2 separate regions of the Sus scrofa genome follow, and region 2 is linked to region 1. A link is a contact called in public Hi-C data. All regions are on one chromosome and are shown on one strand. The core of a region is the stretch at or near the end of the contact, and the rest is flanking DNA. Distances in the headings are between cores, read along the strand shown.

Region 1 (5,722 bases), core at 2,094-4,593:
TCCATGAGGACACAGGTTCAATCCCTGGCCTTGCTCAGTGGGTTGAGGATCCAGCACCACCGTGAGCTGTGGTGTAGGCTGCAGACACGGCTCCAATCCCACATTGCTGTGGCTGTGGTGTAGGCCTGCAGCTGAAGCTCCGATTAGACCCCTAGCCTAGGTCTAGGGGTCTAATACGCCACAAGTGCAGCCCTAAAAAGAAAAAAATAAAGAAAGAGAGAGAGAAAATACCCAATTGGCACAGGGAATAATCAGGGAGGCCAGTTAGGAGGCAAGTGTAACAGTCCAGGCAAGAGAGGATAAAGCTGGTCCACAGTGGTAGCAGCAGTGGTAACAAAAACATTCATATTCCAGATGTATGTTTAAGGGACAAAAAACATATTCTGATGGATTGAAGGTCATCTGGAAGAGAAAGAAGGAAATCAAGGACATCTTCATAATTTCTGCCTGAGCTACTGCAAGAATCAGAGAAGCCCCCAGAAGAAAGTGAATTGAGGTATGCAAAAAGTTAAAAAAGCACGGTCACAGAATGCAAAAGAGCATTGTTTTAAGAAGGAGGGCAAAATGGTGAAGCATATTAGTGTGAAACCTAAACTGAGAAATATAGGAATTGTAATCTATATAGTGAAGCAACACATCAGATGTAAGGAATAAAGAAGACGGAGGAGACAAGACCGCTTAAGGATGGAGCAACTAGGAAGATGATGATACCTAGATGATGCTTATAATGGTAAAGTATATTAGTGCCAATAATTTTCAATGCCTAAGAAAGGGAAATAAGATAAAGGAAATAATATAAAGAGTAAAAATCGCCTATTTGATTAACAACAACAGAAAAAGCAGGTCTTTGTTGACTTCGGTAAGAAAAATCATCTTTTTTTGGCTAAAGTCAGTAATACAAAATTTATTAGGCTATGAAAGGAGTTGTACCTACAGATTGAAAAGAAAGAATGAACCCATTTGACGCTCAAACAAATTCAACACGTCTACTCTATGTACAGCAGGCTGGGAGATGGAAGGAAGTTGAAGACCTGGTGCCCACTTTCTGGACATTGAGACCACAGGCTACACCTGTGAATGTGATCAAGGCCGTCTTAACCAGCACGGCCCTGCCCTGCAAGCCCCCTTTCTCTAAGCACGGTCGGAGAGGAGTTGAGCAGAAGGAGCCTTACTAACACAAGTACTGCTTATCTTTACTCAGAAAAAGAATCTGTTTGTTCTAAAAACTGTGAGCCATTTATATCCAACCCTCACCTGCCCTTCTGTGAGGGCTGTTTAGCCTGAGTTCACACCAGACCGTCCAGATCCATCTCCCAGGAATCTACTCAGTACGCACATAAGAATAGCTTGCATAGAAGGTGTCCCCACTGGTAAACGTTAATATTTTGAAAGAATTTTTTTCCATATTGGGAAAAATTGTCTTGTATTTTTTTGTTGGGTAATATCCCTCTATCTCGTCCTCAGGTCCTTTGTGATTTCCCTGCAGCAAATAAGAACTTGACCTTATGACTGTTTTGCTACATGAAGGATAAAGGCAATGCTTCAATCAGCCAGAGATGCCCTGATCTTGAAGGAGAAGGGGTCAGGGCTCTCTGGCAAGAAATATGGGGAGTTAGGAAGGGAAGAAAGAAAGGGACAGCATGTGAATTTGGCTTTGGTGTCATGGAAAATGTACTTCCTGAGGACATAGATGATGTGGTGTTTAAGGGCCCTTTATCACTGTGGGACATTCATCGCTTACTGCTGATGTGGAGATCAGTACTTTATCTGTTTGAAAACTCTCTATCATTGCTCCCAACAAAACAGCTCTGAGTCTCTCTTCCTCTCTGAGTTACTGGGAAAAAAATTCAGCCATTTGAAACACCATGTTCACTTGAGGCCAGGATCAAAGATTTGGTCTTTGACTGGACTTATCAGCTTTACTCAACAGAAAACCATCCTAAAGCCACAGATACAATTCAAACCCCACAAAATGATTGCTAATTGGGCCGAGAGGACAACATATGTTTATTTCTATAAAATCACTCTCCCAATTGAAAACCTTCCCAAGCTCTTGTCCTAATAATATCATATCATCCTCCTTTGCAAATGCAACTCAAAAAATCTCTCAAAACTCAATTCTGTCCTGTCTTCTTTGCACTGGTGTTGGCAGGTAGGCCAAGCACCAAATTCATCCTCAAATAGTTGAATTCAGATGAAGGAATACACAGAAGATAAAAATAAACCATAGAATGTTTCACTTCCACAAAGGATGTTAATTAGATTGTGGAGATTCTGATTTTAGGATTTCAAAGGGTACAGGAAAGTCCATGTGCTCCATGTGCTGAACTGTATAAAGAAAACAATCTCTTCTCAAAAATAAACAGGCACTGTTTTGGGTTTTTTGCACTATAATAAACAACATTGTACAAAGAAATAATTCATGGGACACTCTTTGGTAGGTAGAAGTTGCTTTTCCCATTCCTTCCATCCTGTATCATGCCCCTAATGAGGACTGAGCTATGGGGACTAACCTGTAAGCAGCTGCCAAGAACAGGAGATGAATGTATTACAGGATCTTTAAGGACAGCATAAGATCAATGCCAACAATTCTCTGAGTCGTGCGTTTCAGGAGGTCAAGGTCTGGACAGACTGAGTAAGGAACATTCCACATCCTGAATCATAAACACTGTAAGTTGCCCTTTTTCATGTAAAAGCCTGATCAGATGTCACCTTGCCAGAGACAGGACTGAAGATATGTACAGATGCGAAGGGGAAAGAGGCACCACAGGCAGGACCAGTGCTCGGGACTAAAGTTGAAACACAGCATTTTAAAGAGTGAGGGCAAGAGTTCCCATTGTGGCTCAATGAGTTAAGGATCCAACTTGTATCCAAGGGGATGCAGGTCTGATCTCTGGCCTACCTCAGTGGTGGGGGATCCAGTGTTACCATGAGCTGTGGTGCAGGTCACAGATATGGCTCCGATCCGGCATTGCTGTGGCTGTGGCTGTGGCCGGCAGCTGCAGCTCTGATTAGACCCCTGGCCTGGGAATTTCCATATGCCACAGTGCAGCCGTTAAAAAAGCAAAAGAAAAGAAAGAGTGAGGGCTTTTAAGCAGACATTGAGAAAACAAGGCAGAAGCTCAGAATCAAAAGGAAAACACATTGAATTCTATCCCACCACATCCTGGTTTTCAGCAGTATAAAAGTACAGCAACAGAGCCTCAAGGGAAACAGAGAGAGGAAAGGGAAAGAGGCAAAGGTCATGGCTGGGAGAGTGAACAGCAGCAGGAATGGGGGTTGGAGAGAAAGTATTCCCAGTGCCTACAAGAAAGGAAGGAAGGAAGTGATGCAGGGCAGCAAAGAATGCAAGAGAGCCCCAAGGTTTCCACAGAGAGCTGGCTGTGTAGAAAGGGCTGCTTGAATGGAGAAGGACTGAGGCAAAAGCTTCTGAAACGAACAGCAGGCAGATGACCTCTGATCAAATGCAAGTTGGAGACACCAGTCTGGAAGGAAAAAGGCCCATGTATCTGATCTTCTCCATGTCCAAGAATGGGTGAAGAGCTTTGATTCTATCTTGAGAGAGCACTTGAATGAACAGAAATAGAGATAAGATGTAGTCATGGACCGAAATTCACATCCCCTAGAGTTGAGCAGATTTCTAAGATTTTTTTATGCCTTTTCTTCCTGTCCTAGCTCTGAACGTAGGAGGAATAACACTAAAGTCTAAGTCACGGCATCCAGATTCTGTTTCCCAACTTTGCAGTTAATCCTTTGGGGGATTCTGTCAGGACCTCAGTTTATTCATCTTCAATATGAGCGTGCTGGAACCCCATTCATGGTGTTCACACTCATACCTCCCAACAGCCCACAGGGAACTTTGCAGAGCCTACAGCCTTCACGAGGCCAAGGCCACATCTATCTTGATCACTATCACCTGATCACACTTGACATAGTACCAGCAGTTTATAGCAGATGCTCAGTGAATGTGCAGTAAGTGAATTTAAGTAGACAACAATCCACGAAGCAGCTCAAAGCAGAGCTGTCCAGCTCCAGCGGTGCAGCACCTACTTCTTCAGCTGCCCTCTGCACCCAGGGTCATGGTGGACATACCAAACTGTAGGAAACCCCGTGTGCCCACTGCTGGACAGGACCGAGAGGCATCTCCTTACAAATCATGACTCTGTAGTCTCTATGCAGCCCATGTTGAATTGAAATGTAGAAATTAATCTGGTTTGGCCCAAATTCACCTGACCGGAGGATCACTTTTCCCATTTCACCCTCCACTTCAAAGTTTTGGTCTTTAAACCTTCTTGCTGGTACAATTCCTCCTCCCTTCACAGAAGATGAAAGCATTTTTCCAGACAGGCCTGCTGTGAGTGACTTCATGGAAATGAATATCTTGTGTCCCTAATGTGCCTCTCACATGAGGAACTCCTTGTATTTATTTATTTTTAAGAATAGGGCTGGGAGGTTGACGTTTCCATTAGCAGTTGAGTGATTTTTTTTTTTTTTTGAAATATAAAAACCCTCCTCCTCAGTGAGACATGCCTCACATTCCCGTCTCCCCACTTCAGGCAGTTATGTGCTACTAAATATGCAGTGGAAATGACACATGTCTGGAAACCCAGAAGCAACACCGTCTCGAGGCTGCTTGCTCAGTGGTGTACAATGAAAGTGTTGTAGGAGGTTAATTGAGGAAGGCAGACTCCTGGATTCTCAAAAGTGAAATCTGTGGCACCTTTTGCATTTGGATGTGATGTGCTCCAAGGCACCTTGTGTTTGCAGGCTGATTCCACAGGATAAAGGCACAGATTCACTGACCTTCCAGAGAATCCCGGAAATATCAGTGTCTTAAGGGGAGCTGAGACCACTAAGTTCTCCTACAACGAAGGAGAACAGACCACAAAAAAGGATGGATCTGCTCCTCCCACATAACCTTGGGTATCAGCAAGCCACATAGGGCACTGGACTGATTGGATTCTACACCCAGTGTGCTTCTAATTCTAAAGGACAGAGGTAATCAGTTTAACTCAAAGTAATTTTTCTCAATTTATGTCAACAAATGTATTTCTACAGGGTTCTCTCTTGACCTACTGTGAAAGCTAGTAATAGGATAGAGGTTGAGAAATGGAAATTAAAAATGGAATTGGATGGCTAAGCATTATACTAATGGAATGCAGATTGGATTAAATGTAAATTAATTATCAGAACAGGAGGACATTTGTCCCAATTGAAGAAAGTGTTGAAAGTCTTTGGGCACCAGCTTATCATCCCATCTCAAGCATACTAAGTTTAATCCTTGGCAAAATATGAGGTTAATTAAATAGGAGGGGGAAACTTTTCAATTGCCTTTTAAGAGACTCAAAAGAGATTCTTTGACAACAATTAGTTCTTACTGTTTTGATGGTTTATAGGCCAATGAATTAGAAATATGAGACACATGTTCTTAAAATATGTATTTTTTATTTAATTAGGGGAAAGATGTTTAGTTTCGATTGATATTTGAAAGGTTTAGAAAGAAGTCTTTAGTATGCGATAAATTTAAAAATCACGTAACCCTATTCCACAAAGGGAATCTACATAAGCCTAGAGACTTCTGTGCCAGTACTTAGGGCCACCAAACACAAGGGGAGCTAGGAATGGCATTACCCAGAGACCTGGAAACGGGAAAACAATGTTCGCCTTGTGAGGAGGGAAGCAAGCTGGGGGGAACAAATCTGAAGATAAAGCTGGTGGGCTG
Region 2 (5,031 bases), core at 1,033-3,532, 280 kb after region 1:
GGGTTAGGATTTTAGCCCCTTTTAGTTCTCTTCTCCTTGAGCTTAATTACACTGAAAAAATTCAGTGAAAAAGTTGAAGGAGAATATTTTGACAGTTAAGATTTAGGCAAAAACCATAACTTTGATTTTCTTCACTTAATATCAATTTAGAAAGGTTTTAATTCAAGGATAGTTGATTTATAATGTTGTGTTAGTTTCAGGTGTACAGCAAAGTGATTCAATTACATATGTATATATTCTTTTTCAGATTCTTTTCCGTTATAGGTTATTACAAGCTATCGAATATAGCTAGCTACCTGTGCTATGCAGTAGGTCATTGTTATTTATTTTATATGTAATAGTATGTATCTGTTATTCCCAAATCCTACTTATCCCTCCCCCCACTGTCCTTTGGTAACCATAAGATTGTTTTCTATGTCTGTGAGTCTGTTTCTGTTTTGTAAATAAGTTCATTTGTCTCTCTTTTTTTTTAGATTTCATAAATAAAATAATATCATATTTACCTTTCTCTGTTTAACTTACTTCATTTAGTGTGATCATCTCTAGGTCCATCCATGTTGCTGCAAATGGCATTATTTCATTCTTTTTTATGGCTGAGTAGTATTCCATTGTATATATATACACCATAGCTTATTTATCCATTCCTCTGTCAGTGGACACTTAGGTTATTTCTGAGTCTTAGCTGTTGTAAATAATGCTGCTATGAACATTGGGGTGCATGTATCTTTTCTAATTAGAGTTTTTATTTTTTTCTGGATACATGCCTAGGAGTGGGGTTGCTGGATCATATGGTATCATATCTGGTTTTGGTTTTTAATATTGATTTTATGCAAGAACATGTTTTTGATCAGATCTTTGAGCATAGGTCTCTCCAGGCCTGTAACTGGCTATTGCTTCAGTCAGGGGGTAATGGAGCCAGTGATTTCATAGGGTTCTCAATGGCTATAAGGAGACACTCCAAGTAAGGGATTGAGCGGACTCAGTGAGACAGAAAGCAAGCTCCTTTGAAAGAAGCTGAGAGGTGAATCAGATGTTTGCAGAAACTGAAAAGCTGGAAGTATGGATTGAATATGGATCTGAAGCTAAGAATCTAAGATGAATAGGGATAAAGTGACCAGCTAGGATGTACCCTTCCTAGATTCACTTTGCAGAATGTGAATTTACTATAACGTGTATGGTTTTCAGAAGAAGGGACACAGAAAAAGTGGATACCTCTTCTTCTGTTTTGCTTTTTTCTCTCTCATTTCCTGCTAGCTTCCCTTGGCCACCACCCGCCCCCTCATGGCTTTCACCTACCCCCAACCTAACCCTGTCAATAGGCAGGCAAGGCTGATGACTCATGCATTATTTAGAGTGCATGCTGGTGGCACAGAACTGGGTTAGGCAGCTGTGAAAACCTACTGGCTCCCTTGTGACTCTGACTTGCCTTTTCCGTATTAAAATGTGCTGTTCCTCTGCTGCATGTTCCCCAGGGCGCCAAGTGAAAGCTCGCTGTGATTCACAGGATTTTGAAATGTGAAGACTGTCCCTGGATAGGAATGTAGGACCAACTTCTTAACATTTATGTGGTGGTCTATTTTCAGAAGACAGAATGTAGCTGAGACACAGGTCAGAGTTCAGCAAGGAAGATGGAGCAGTGATGATGAAATGCAGTGGTCAGGACACAAGGATGTGGACAAGGATGTGGAAGCCAGGAAACATAAGCTAAAGCCTCTTATGTATCTAAGTCTTAAGATGCTGGTGAGAGACCCTGAAGGCTGCTAAATGTGGTGTATAAACTTGGGCTTGAAACATCTGGGGGCCACCCCAAGAGGGGACCATGTGATAAGTGACATGATTAGGGAACGGGAAGCGGGGTGGTTACAGCAGAAGTTCTGTTGCCCCTGGAACAGAGATTAGAGAAAGACCTCCCCTCCCACTGCCTTTATCCACTGCCCCTCCCAGCCCCATCTGGGAGTAGCACAAAGAAGGCTGATTAACAGAGCAAAGCACATTTTCTAAGCTCCTCACCATAAAAGCCTCAGCACCAGTCCACAAGGGTTGCAGGGATAATCATGGTCAACCATCATCCCTGCCCTCTAGAGTCTTATGATTTCCTAGGAAGGGAGAATTGTCTATAATTTAATGGGTAGAAGGGCTCATGTGGGTGCCCTTGGATGAGCATTTCTAGAGCAGGGAAGTTTTTCACATTTCAAGTCACAGATACACCATCTGAATAAAGTGCAGTGTCCTGCAGAGAGACTGGGGCCTCTGCAGAGTGTCCCTTCTGAAAAACAGGAAGTGGCTAAAGACAAATGACCCGGGGAAGAGAAAATATACCTTTTGGGGGTTACAGTAACTCACGCTTATGGGAAAAGAATGAAACTTGTGAAACAAAATTGTGGCTCCTGGAGGAAGGAGCACTGAGTCAAAGGAGGTGGAACACGGGGGTGGGGGGCAGGTGGGGGAGAGGTGTGAAAAGCTGGGCTCAAGGCAGGAAGAGACCAATCCCAGGACTGAGAGAGGAGCTCCGATGAAGAAAACACCAGAAACTTCCTGAGAGACACAGCCCCCACTGCAGAGGACACATTCCTTCAGCATGAACCATCCTGCTGGGGTGAAGGGGAGGAGAAAGCCAGGCAAGAATTAATTCTAGAGACACTTTCTCAAGGGCGTGGCATAACTTTCCGCATGGCAAAGTGCTTTTCCCCAATGGACCCTCTAAGCCATTCTTTCAAGTTAGATGTGATTTCTTTGTTTTTTATTTTTATATGCTTATCCTTGCCCTAAATCCCTAATTTCGGTGCTGTTTTGGAGGGAAAACATTAGTGTATTCTAGAAGTGGCCCTGTAATACTCTGAAGCAGAAGCGACAGCCAGCTCTTGTGAGCGGGGTATTGCAACCAGGGTGATGTCAATGTCGTATCAGAAATAATTCCACTTTCCTCCTTGTCGCTTCTCCCACCAGCCTCCAGGCAGACCAGGTGGCATCTAGTACATCAGCAGCCCCACGTCGGCCCTCGGGGAGCAGAGTGGCTTCTTGTCCAGTTCCCAGCCTCTCCTCTTAGAAGGTCATTTCCCCTTTGCTTTTCCCCCTGCAGGACTGGGAGCTGCCACCCTCCCCAGAAGGAGTAAGGTAGCCCTTCTTTCAAGTACAAAGAACCATGGGTTCTCCCCTCCTTTTCCTCCCAGCTTTCCAGGCGATATTCCAGTTTTTCCCCAGCCAGGCTACTGGAAACCTCATCTTTCCCCACGTCTGCCCATGAATTACCAGTAGTCACACTGGGTGCACAAATGTGACCCTTCTCATTTGGAGGCCATCTCAGACTGTCCACCTGTCTCTCTCTGTCACATCAGTCTATTTTTTTTTTTTATGGTTATCACAGGACTTGGAAACTACCTTGTATATTTATTTGCAAGTTTATTGTATCTTCTTCTCCCTCTAAAACATTAGGATAATGGAGGCAAGGACTTTGCTTGTCTTATTGATGACGGGGTGTTTAGTGTTTAGAACAGTGTTTGGTGTGTAATAGGTACACAGTCATTTTAATTGTTGTTGAGGATAGAAGATAGAGTCAACTGTAAACCAGAGACTTTGGAGAAGTTAGATATCCCATTGAGCGCTGCCAGAGGGGAACTCAGAGCAGCCACAGGTCACGGGGGCTGAAGGGCCGAGGAAAGAGAAGCATCAAGGTGTGGGAGGGGGGCTAGAGCAGAGGTTCTCAAAGTGTGGTCCTCAGAGCCTGGGGGAGGGCATGTCTCTAAAACCCATTCAGGGAGTCTGTAAGGTCAAAACTATTTTCATGAGCTCATCAAGATGTGACTTTTTCCCTGTGGAGACATTTCCACTGATGGTGCAGGAGCAAGAGAGGATGTGGCATGAACCAAGGCAGAGGCACCATTGTCACCACACACTCACAGCAAAACAGATTCCAGTTTCACTTAAGAATATCCTTGATTGGAGTTCCTATCATGGCTCAGTGGTTAACGAATCTGACTAGGGACCATGAAGTTTCAGGTTCGATTCTTGGCCTTGCTCAGTGGGTTAAGGATCCAGCGTTGCTGTGAGCTCTGGTGTAGGTCGCAGATGTGGCTCGGATCCTGCATTGCTGTGGCTCTGGCGTAGGCCGGTGGCTACAGCTCTGATTCGCCCCCTAGCCTGGGAACCTCCCTATGCCATGGGAGCAGCCCTAGAAAAGGCAAAAAGACAAAAAAAAAAAAAAAAAAAAAAAAAAAAGAATATCCTTGATAAATCAGTAAAAGCTGCTCATTCTATGAAATCTCAACCTAGAGTACATGTCTATTTCATATTCTCTGTAATGAAATGGGAAATACAAATAGAGCATTTCTGCTGAATAACGAAATATGTTAGTTTTCTGGAGGAAAAACATTTGACAATTGAATCGTGAGCTAACTGGCTTTTGTGTGTGTGTGTCATGGGACACAATTTTACTTTAGAGAATGAAAGAAAGACAAACTATTGTTATTTAGAGCTGGGCATTTGTTAAAAATGACTAAAGCAACCTTGTCAAATAAAACTACTGACACGACCAGCTGCCAGTGATAAAATTTTAACTTTCAAAAAATAAGAATTATGGAAAACTTGAGTTCAGCATGGGAGGCTTAATAGTTCCTTAGAAAGACTTTTCTGATGAGATTGGTGGTGCTATATTAATAATGGAATTTTTTGATGTTGCAATAAAATATGTCAGTGTTGGGGCTGATCTGTATAACTCAGTGAATCAGTATTTTTCAAATGTTACAGAATCATTCATGGGAAAATGAACTGTTTAAAGAGTAGAATAGATCAATGGATTTCATATAAGAGAGTTTTAAAAAGTTCCTTGACAAAGGTTTCGTATTCCACACTGAAAATGAACTTTAAACAAATGAGTACTTACTGAGTTTGATTGCAGTATCAAAGAATGTATACAATTATCTTTAAAAAAAAAGAACTATTAAATACTCCTTCTATACATTTGGTCTGGTTTTGCTTCATAAAATTCAACTTAAACAAGATATTACAACAGATGCAATGTAGAAGCAGAGTAGC

Evidence for each region. Hi-C and Micro-C count contacts between places; a contact is called where the count stands out from the background.
Region 2: a contact with region 1 is called in a Hi-C map of retroperitoneal adipose tissue, with 2.3 times the contacts expected there. The contact joins two enhancer-like sites. A contact is called at or near these places in 15 of 47 Hi-C or Micro-C datasets (alveolar macrophages, embryonic fibroblasts, epiblast stem cells and 9 more) and 1 of 2 datasets of contacts at active chromatin or transcription factors (skeletal muscle).

The regions. Positions count from the first base shown.
Region 1 is chr17:1,420,637-1,426,358 of Sscrofa11.1, reverse strand. All of the region lies in intron 4 of DLC1 (rho GTPase-activating protein 7), which reads left to right. Among named protein-coding and RNA genes, the nearest start is that of C17H8orf48, 190 kb to the left of the region's middle. Within about 2 kb of position 3,343, at least 10 of the 83 cell types and tissues checked have an H3K27ac peak or open chromatin away from gene starts, as enhancers often do. A contact at or near this core is called in retroperitoneal adipose tissue, where this site is marked.
Region 2 is chr17:1,135,857-1,140,887 of Sscrofa11.1, reverse strand. No RefSeq gene overlaps it. Among named protein-coding and RNA genes, the nearest start is that of KIAA1456, 78 kb to the right of the region's middle. Within about 2 kb of position 2,282, at least 23 of the 83 cell types and tissues checked have an H3K27ac peak or open chromatin away from gene starts, as enhancers often do. A contact at or near this core is called in retroperitoneal adipose tissue, where this site is marked.